Linked DNA regions of Sus scrofa: region 1 is linked to region 2. The links are chromatin contacts, called in public Hi-C maps. All regions are on one chromosome and are shown on one strand. The core of a region is the stretch at or near the end of the contact, and the rest is flanking DNA. Distances in the headings are between cores, read along the strand shown. Region 1 has its middle 35 kb from the start of SYNCRIP. Region 2 overlaps LOC102157437 (a long non-coding RNA gene).

What was found. A called contact is a pair of places that touch in the nucleus more often than the background predicts.
Region 1: a Hi-C map of embryonic fibroblasts shows a contact between it and region 2, with 2.7 times the contacts expected there. The contact joins two enhancer-like sites. A contact is called at or near these places in 3 of 47 Hi-C or Micro-C datasets (embryonic fibroblasts, fetal heart ventricle and retroperitoneal adipose tissue).

The regions. Positions count from the first base shown.
Region 1 is chr1:54,631,464-54,635,388 of Sscrofa11.1, forward strand. No RefSeq gene overlaps it. Among named protein-coding and RNA genes, the nearest start is that of SYNCRIP, 35 kb to the left of the region's middle. Within about 2 kb of position 1,743, at least 74 of the 83 cell types and tissues checked have an H3K27ac peak or open chromatin away from gene starts, as enhancers often do. A contact at or near this core is called in embryonic fibroblasts, where this site is marked.
Region 2 is chr1:54,300,532-54,304,170 of Sscrofa11.1, forward strand. All of the region lies in intron 2 of LOC102157437 (a long non-coding RNA gene), which reads right to left. Among named protein-coding and RNA genes, the nearest start is that of NT5E, 98 kb to the right of the region's middle. Within about 2 kb of position 1,555, at least 5 of the 83 cell types and tissues checked have an H3K27ac peak or open chromatin away from gene starts, as enhancers often do. A contact at or near this core is called in embryonic fibroblasts, where this site is marked.

The DNA of each region.
Region 1 (3,925 bases), core at 493-2,992, 330 kb after region 2:
GATCCAAATTTTCACTAAGGAAATTTTAGGTTTATTAATGATGACTATAAATATTGGCATTCTTACTTGGATTGGGAAAAATTTATTCATGTAGCTATTTAGGGAAAATGATTATGCATGGGGCCCAACCACCTTGGTTACATCAGATGGTATTAATTACTTAACACTTAAATTCATTCAGGATGTCTGTACAATTTTAAACTACATTTCATCAGTGACCTTCCTCATGACTTGCTATATTGTGCTTTCTTCGTTTTCAGAATAAACACCTTAATACCATAAATAAATACACAATACTGTTACACTAAGACTAAATATTCCATAATTCAGCCAGTAATGATTATTGATGGTGGGCTTTCTTTCCAGCCCAATCCCAGGAATATGTTCTGTCCACTCTGCTCTCATCTTAATAACTTTCTATAATAGTAAAAACCTTCATTTGGCTATAATCACCATGACGCATTTTACATTCAAACAGCTTGTAACCAAAGGGTATTCATTCAAAATTGATTTTAAAAAGTTTAACTAGTTTTACTTAACTAATTAAAGACTGGATAATTAAAAAAAATATAATCCATCTTGATTTTTCTTTCCATATCCATAAAATGAAGAGCTTTTCCTTAGTTTTTTACACGACATACCGGTAAATCTTGTGGCATTAGCCCTAGAAAAGGAAAAACACTTTAGCTTTACAAGACTATAAACATAAAGAAAACTTAAAAAAAAAAAAAAAAAGAAGAAAGTATTTCACAAAGTACTATTTATTGTCCTTATAATGGTCTATCTCAGAAGCCAGATCCGTATAAGGTTTTTCAACAGAAATTCAGGTTCGGGATAGGATCATCATAGACAGACCAAGGACATAATGTTGACTGTCAAGAAAAGTATGTCTACTCACAGAAATATCTCAGGAACTTCACAGCAATCTGGCCTCTTTCAATAGGCAGACAGCGACCCCTCACTGTTGGCAGAGGGGAAAAAAAAAAAAAGACACAATGTAACAAACTTCTCAAATTATAAAATCCAGGCACCAATAACTTCACATCTGCACATTGGTCTTATCTCAGAAGCCGAATCCGTATGTGCTTTTTTTTCTTCAGGTAATCAGCTTCGGGATAGGTTTCATCATTGATCAGACCAAAGCACTACCAGTGATTTACCATAAACCAAAGCAACATTAAAAGTACGTTAGAAATACTATAGATGTTGTAAGCCACATAACTTACTTCAGAATGACGCTGCCATCAGAGATATCCATAACTTCATTAGCAATCAACAACCTGCAGGATGCTGTTTTGAGCACAAGAAAAAAAACCCAAAACTCATTTAACCTGTCTATGGAAAAAGCATATGCAGACTCAAAATACTAGTTAAACACATACCTGCTAAGATCATTAGGTTTTAACCATGTCGTTTTCCAGCAAACATTCTCCCCTATGTTTTGCACTCTTCCTTTTCCTCTAAAAAAAAAAAAAAAAACGTACCATTTCAAATAGTGTACCACCGCTTCTCCTGTCAACAAGAGGTTTACTTTCTCAGTTCTAAAAACTAAGTTCAACAATACTTACCTCAGCATCTTCACTTAAGAGCTCCGTTACACCGAGAGCCATCGCTCCTGCGGGGCAAATCAATATATTTAAAATTAAGTAGTCTCGGAGAATTTCAGCACTAAAATCCTCTCCTTCAATACGATTTGCACACAGCGCCGCCTGGGGACAATACAGCTCAGCCCCACGTAGTTAGGGGCTGCGGATCTTGAAATCTCCGTTGGATCTGGTGGTGGGACGGACACCCTATCAACAAGGCGTTTTGCTCTTAACGTCAACACTAACCCCTAGCCCCAAATCCCAGGGATATGGTTGCTTTCCGGCAGTCGTTTAAGTTGAGCCAGCTAGCTCCCCGGGCTTAGCAACAAGGCCGCGCGCAACGCCGCGGCCACCAGAGGCGGCCTCCGCACGCATAAACTCGAAGCCGGCCACCACCACGACTATGGACACGTGGCGGTCTGGTGGCATGTTTCCCACGTGCAAGTTTTCAACACAGCACTCTTAAGTTCAAATTTCTGAAGCCTCTTCAACCGTACTGCAGCCCCACAACCTAAACTGCGCCACCCAGGTTCGCTCGGACAACCGCCCGCGGCGCCTACTTACCTAGCACAACCTAACAAACCCTTGAGTCCCGACGTAAAAGACCGACCCACGCATCCAGCAGTTCCCTATATAGTCTCTCCCTAGCCAGAGCGAGGCCGCTCCTCCCTCTCGCATCTATTGGATGCGGGAGAGCACGGGGGCGTGGCCGGTTTCTGACCTAGTGAGCGAGAGCGCGCCAGGGGGCTCTTTTCTTTCGTGGGCTCGTTTCGGGGCGTGGTGCGCGCGCCGTCCTTCTGCGGCGCGCACGCTCAGTCCCCGGCGCGCGCCCGCGCGCGCCGCGCTTAGTAGCTTCCTCGTCTGGCTCTACGTGGCGCGGGAGTGGCGCCAGAATTCAAACGAACAGTCGCCTTTGGAGGCGAAGCTGCCGCCTAGCTCGAGCCAAGTACGCCCCGGGCGGATGGGGCGGCTCGGGGTCAGGAGTGGACTAGAGTTTTGCGGCGCGGGACGGCCCAGTCTGTGACCCATTCGAGAAGTCGCGCTAGCTGGTTGGCAGACGCCTTGGGGGAACTGACGCTCAGGAATCGCTGCACGCCCGTAAAGAGAAATTGGAGGGCCGAACTGCTCAGTTGGAAATAGTTGGCGATAGCGCCGCGTTTCTCCTCCCGTCCACAGTGAGAAGGCTGCCTTTCTGGAGAGCCGGCCGGCTGCGCTGCAAGCGGTCGAGCTGCGGTCTGTCGGGGCCCGCCCCACCCCCACGCTGCCGGGTGCCCGGGTGCCCGGCGCTGCTGTTACGCTCTGATCAGCACAGAGATTAGCAGACCCGAGAGGTAAATCCTCCGTTTGCCAGAGAACTAAACTGACGCCTGAAGTAGCTAAGCGATTTTCCTAAATCCATACAACCAAAAGCTTTGCTATTTAACTTCTTTTATCATACTAAATTCGTTATCATGAATGCAGGAGAAAGAGTAATTTGAGAAATTTCCTAGAATACTTTATCCAAACGATACATTAATTCAGTAGCAACGGTTGCATTAATTAGTGTGTGTGGATAAATATGTGTACATATATGCGCACATGGGAACAAGCATTTGAACATTTCAGCATTTGAAAATTCACGTCTTCATAGCACTTACTACTCATTATTATGGACGTGTGCGTTTGTTTATTGTCCTCGCTTGGTGCACCGCTCTTTATTGTTCTGCCTTAAGGTGATTGTCGGTAACTATTGGTGGAATGAATGAATGAATAAATGTAGGCGGTGGCTTTTTAGAAAATTAAAATGAAGACCAAATTCCAGATGTGAATAGCAAATGTCTGTAACAGGAACCTAAGTGATGCAGTGTTTACTTGGCTGGGCATTATGCTGAAAATATTGTTTTGTAATGTACAATGTAAATTTGCATATTGCTCATATTTAAAAAACTAAAATATTACATAAAAAAAGCAAAGTAGGAAATCCCGTTGTGGTTCAGCGGTACTAATGCTGTCTCAGAATGCAGGTTCAATCCCCTTGCTCAGTGGGTTAAGATACCTATGCTGCCGCATGCTGCCTAAGGGTGACAGATGGGGCTGGGAGCTGTTGCTGTGGATGTTACCTTTGATGTAGTTGGCCTCAGTTGCAGCTCCCATTCAACCCCTAGCCCGAGAACCTGGGTGTGTCGCAGGTGCGGCTGTAAAAAGGAAAAAAAAAAAAGGCAAAGTAAAAGTTTCTTTTCATATCACTGGGAATCTTCTCTCTGCTGTTAATAGTAACTGATATTAACAGTTTTGGCAACTTTCTATGCACATATAAATGTGTGTGCATATTTTATCAAATACAAATAGGATCTGTGTCC
Region 2 (3,639 bases), core at 305-2,804:
GAACTTTAAGACAGCAACATCAGAAGATTAAATCAAATATAGGACCCGTCTAAGCACATGGGGCCCATGTGCTTCTTCACCTTCTGTATTATTTTTAATTGAATTTCAAATACTATATTATATCATATGTAAATATTTCAGAATATTCTCCAAGGAAGGGCTCTTGGTAAAAAAAAAAAGATTATTCCGGTGGGGCTGTGCTGCAGTTAGCCCAACAAGGAGTGCAGAGGGGGAGGAGGAGGGCAAGGCTCCAAGACAGCTCCATCCCTCCAGGTTCAGCTCAGGTCCTTTTCCCAGGGCTGCCTATTTCACAAGATTCAAAGATTTCTCTCTCCTGAGTTTTGGTTCTTCTATCCAACTAACCATAGAAATCCCCACCAGGGGAGTTTCCATTGTTACTCAGCAGGTTAAGGACCCAACATTGTTTCATTGAGGGTACAAGTTCAATCCTTGGCCTTGCTCAGTGGGTTAAGGATCTGGCGTTGCTACAAGCTGTGGTATAGGTCGCAGATGTGGCTCGGTTCCAGCGTTGCAATGACTGTGGTGTAGGCCACAGCTGCAGCTCCAATTTGACTCCTAGCCTGGGAACTTCCATATGATGCAAGTGTGACTGTAAAATTAAAAAAAAAAAGAAAAGAAGATATCCTTACTGGGAAAGTCTGCCTCAGTCTCTCCTGTTGTAGCCTCTATCTTGCAACAGGCACCATCAGCCTTATATTCCTTCCAGAAATCAGGAAGTCATCTTGTGGTCTGTGAATGGACTCCAACCCACTCAAACTTCAACCACAGGACTGGAGTCTGTGTACCTTGGAGCACAGGCCCCGTTTCAGAAAACTTTGAGTAAGTGTTTATCTGGTTCTAGTTTATCCCCATCAGGAGGATGGCATGGCCCAGAAGAAAGCCAGCTTCAGGTGTGTAATCCAGTTCTAGCCCCTGTGAGCTGTGTAACTCAGGCAAGTTACATAGCTGAGGCTACTGGTCTGGGTCTAATTCCTTCATCAGTACAAAGAGAGAGGTGTTCCCACTGTGGGGAGGTAGATTAAGAATCTGACTGCAGCAACTTGGGTTGCTGCGGAGGCATGGGCTTGATCCCCAGCCTGACACAATGGGTTAAGGATTAGGTATCACCACAGCCGTGGCTCAGAGCTGATCCCTGTCCTGGGAACGTCCATATGCCACAAGTGTGGCCAAAAAAAACCAAAAACAAAAACAAAAAAACAAAAAACAAACCAAAAAAATCACTACAGAGACAAACACACTTCACAAGGTTTTGAAACAACAGAAAAGAAATCACTCTTTAAAGTAACTGAGAAGGTTCTTGGATACTTGTAGTATCTCAAGAATCTTGGTTCCTCTCCCTTTCTAGCCCCTTTGTTCACATGCCACTGTGAGGAGTTGCAGTTCTGAGGACTTTCTGGGCAAGGAGGGGGCAGGAACGGTCTTACCAGAGCTGATCTTCAGGCCAGCTCTGAGCAGTGACCCTTACTTATATCACGCCCCACAGTGGCCTTGAGCCATGGAACACTGACTAATTCCTTCCTCCAAGGTGGATCTTCTAAATCTGCAGCTCTGGATAAGACCCACCCACTGCACTCCAAGCCAGATAACTTGGTGGATATTGTGCCCAGTGATTTAGCAATTTGTTTCCAATCAACCAATTTCATTTGAGGAAAGAAAGAATTTACTAAACAAAGTGGCCAGAGAACAAAGGATGTCACACGTTCTTTCCCAGCAAACACCGCCTGGAGCTGGAACCATGCTCCCTAGATCCAAGGACACACGGCCAAGCTCACAGGGCCCTGGCCAAGTGTCCAAAATCACACACCAGCTCACACCACAAGGTCTGTACACTCACCCTTGAGTTCTCAGATTAATAATGAAATTATTATGGCATTGGCTCCTTGGCCTCCACAGCTCTGACTCAGAAATCTGGTTTCCTCACCTCCTTCAGGAGTGGTGAGTCACTCGGCCCCTCACAAGAGCCTCTTGGGTAGCTGCACCCATGCTACCCCACGCTGCTCCATGGTGGCCTTGCTCCCTGCACTTCTGAGGCAAGGGACCCAAGTGGAATCTTCCCCTTTCTCTATAGTACACTCCTTCCCCCCTTTATCACCCACCAAACATGCCTGGCAGCTCTGGTGACTCCAGAGGACACTCTGCAAAGACAGAAGCCCCTCTTTCCCCAACTCAGAAGCCCATAGGCCCTGAGACCCACTTCAACACATGGCTGCATTTTCCCAGCTGAAATGAAGACGGGGCCTCTGTAGAGCTGTGCAAATTGCAGCCTGGTATGAGGTTTTATCCACCATGAGGACATGAGATGGCCTAACCTGCAGGGTTATGACAGCTCTGAATGTCAAGTTGTAGGTGTTCTACATTCTAAAGTCACACAAAGAATTTCACCTATTTTGAAGGTGTTCTATGATGGTAAGTTCCCATCTCCACCAAGACTGCCAACACACATCTGCATCCATCTGTCAGTTTAGAATCCAGTACCTCATGTAAGGTGGACGGAAGGCAGGACTTGAAGTCAGCAGACTGGGTTTGGCCCTTGGATCTTTGCCTTTCGTCCTTCACTGAACAGCTATTTATTGAGGACCTCCTCCTTGCCAAGCATAGGGCTAAGCACTGCAGGGATACAATGGTGAATAAAACAGACAAAAATCCCATCCTTTGGGGTGTTTATATTCTATTGGAAGTATACAGACAATAAATAAAATTAACAACTGTGTTAGCAGGTAGAAACTGCTGTGGATAAAGTAAAACCTGGGAAGGGGACAGAGTGCCCCAGGGTTAGGGCATCTGTAAGCAGGTGGTCAAGCAGTAAGGGAACAGGCCATGCAGATAAATGGGGGAAGAGCATTCCAGACAGAAGGAATAGCAAGGACAAAAGCACTAGGGTGAATACTGGGCTGGTTTGGGAGGTGGCCAGGAAGCCACTGAGGCTGGAACAGAGTGAGGAAGGGTTAACGAAAGCAGAAGATACAGTCTAACTACAAGTCTAAATTGTTGTGTAGCCCTTTTAAATCCTCAATGTCCTCTTCTGTAAAAAGGGACCAGAGGAGTTCCCATCGTGGCTCAGCGGAAACGAATCCGACTAGGAACCATGAGGTTGCGGGTTTGATCCCTGGCCTCACTCAGTGGGTTAAGGATCTGGCGTTGCCGTGAGCTGACAGTGGCATGGACCATTTCCCCACTCAAGGTGAGCCAATGGTTGCACTTGACCAGTGGTCCATCAAGAGAGCTGTGGCAGCATCCAGGGATAACCCAAACCCAAACTCAATGCTGGAGAGTGAAGAGTCATACCTTCAGGCAATCACATACCAATGCCAAGTCCAGACACAGAATCAGAATAGGAGTGAGGAGCCAGGAGCTCAAATGTGGCAAAGAGAAGACCAAAGCAAGAGATGCTGACTCCAAGCAAAGAGAGGCCCAAGCAGCACCTCAAGACTCCTGGGGCACAGAAAGAGAGGGGGTCGTCACCCTGGCTTACAGGGCAAGAGACAGGTTCTACAACAATTTAGGAAACAGGCACCCAATGAGCCTACCTGAGCTCTCGCCTTTCCTCCAGCCACATTTACCTACACCTATATTTTCATTTTTATCAAATAGTAATATTAATTCCTTAACAAGTCCTTT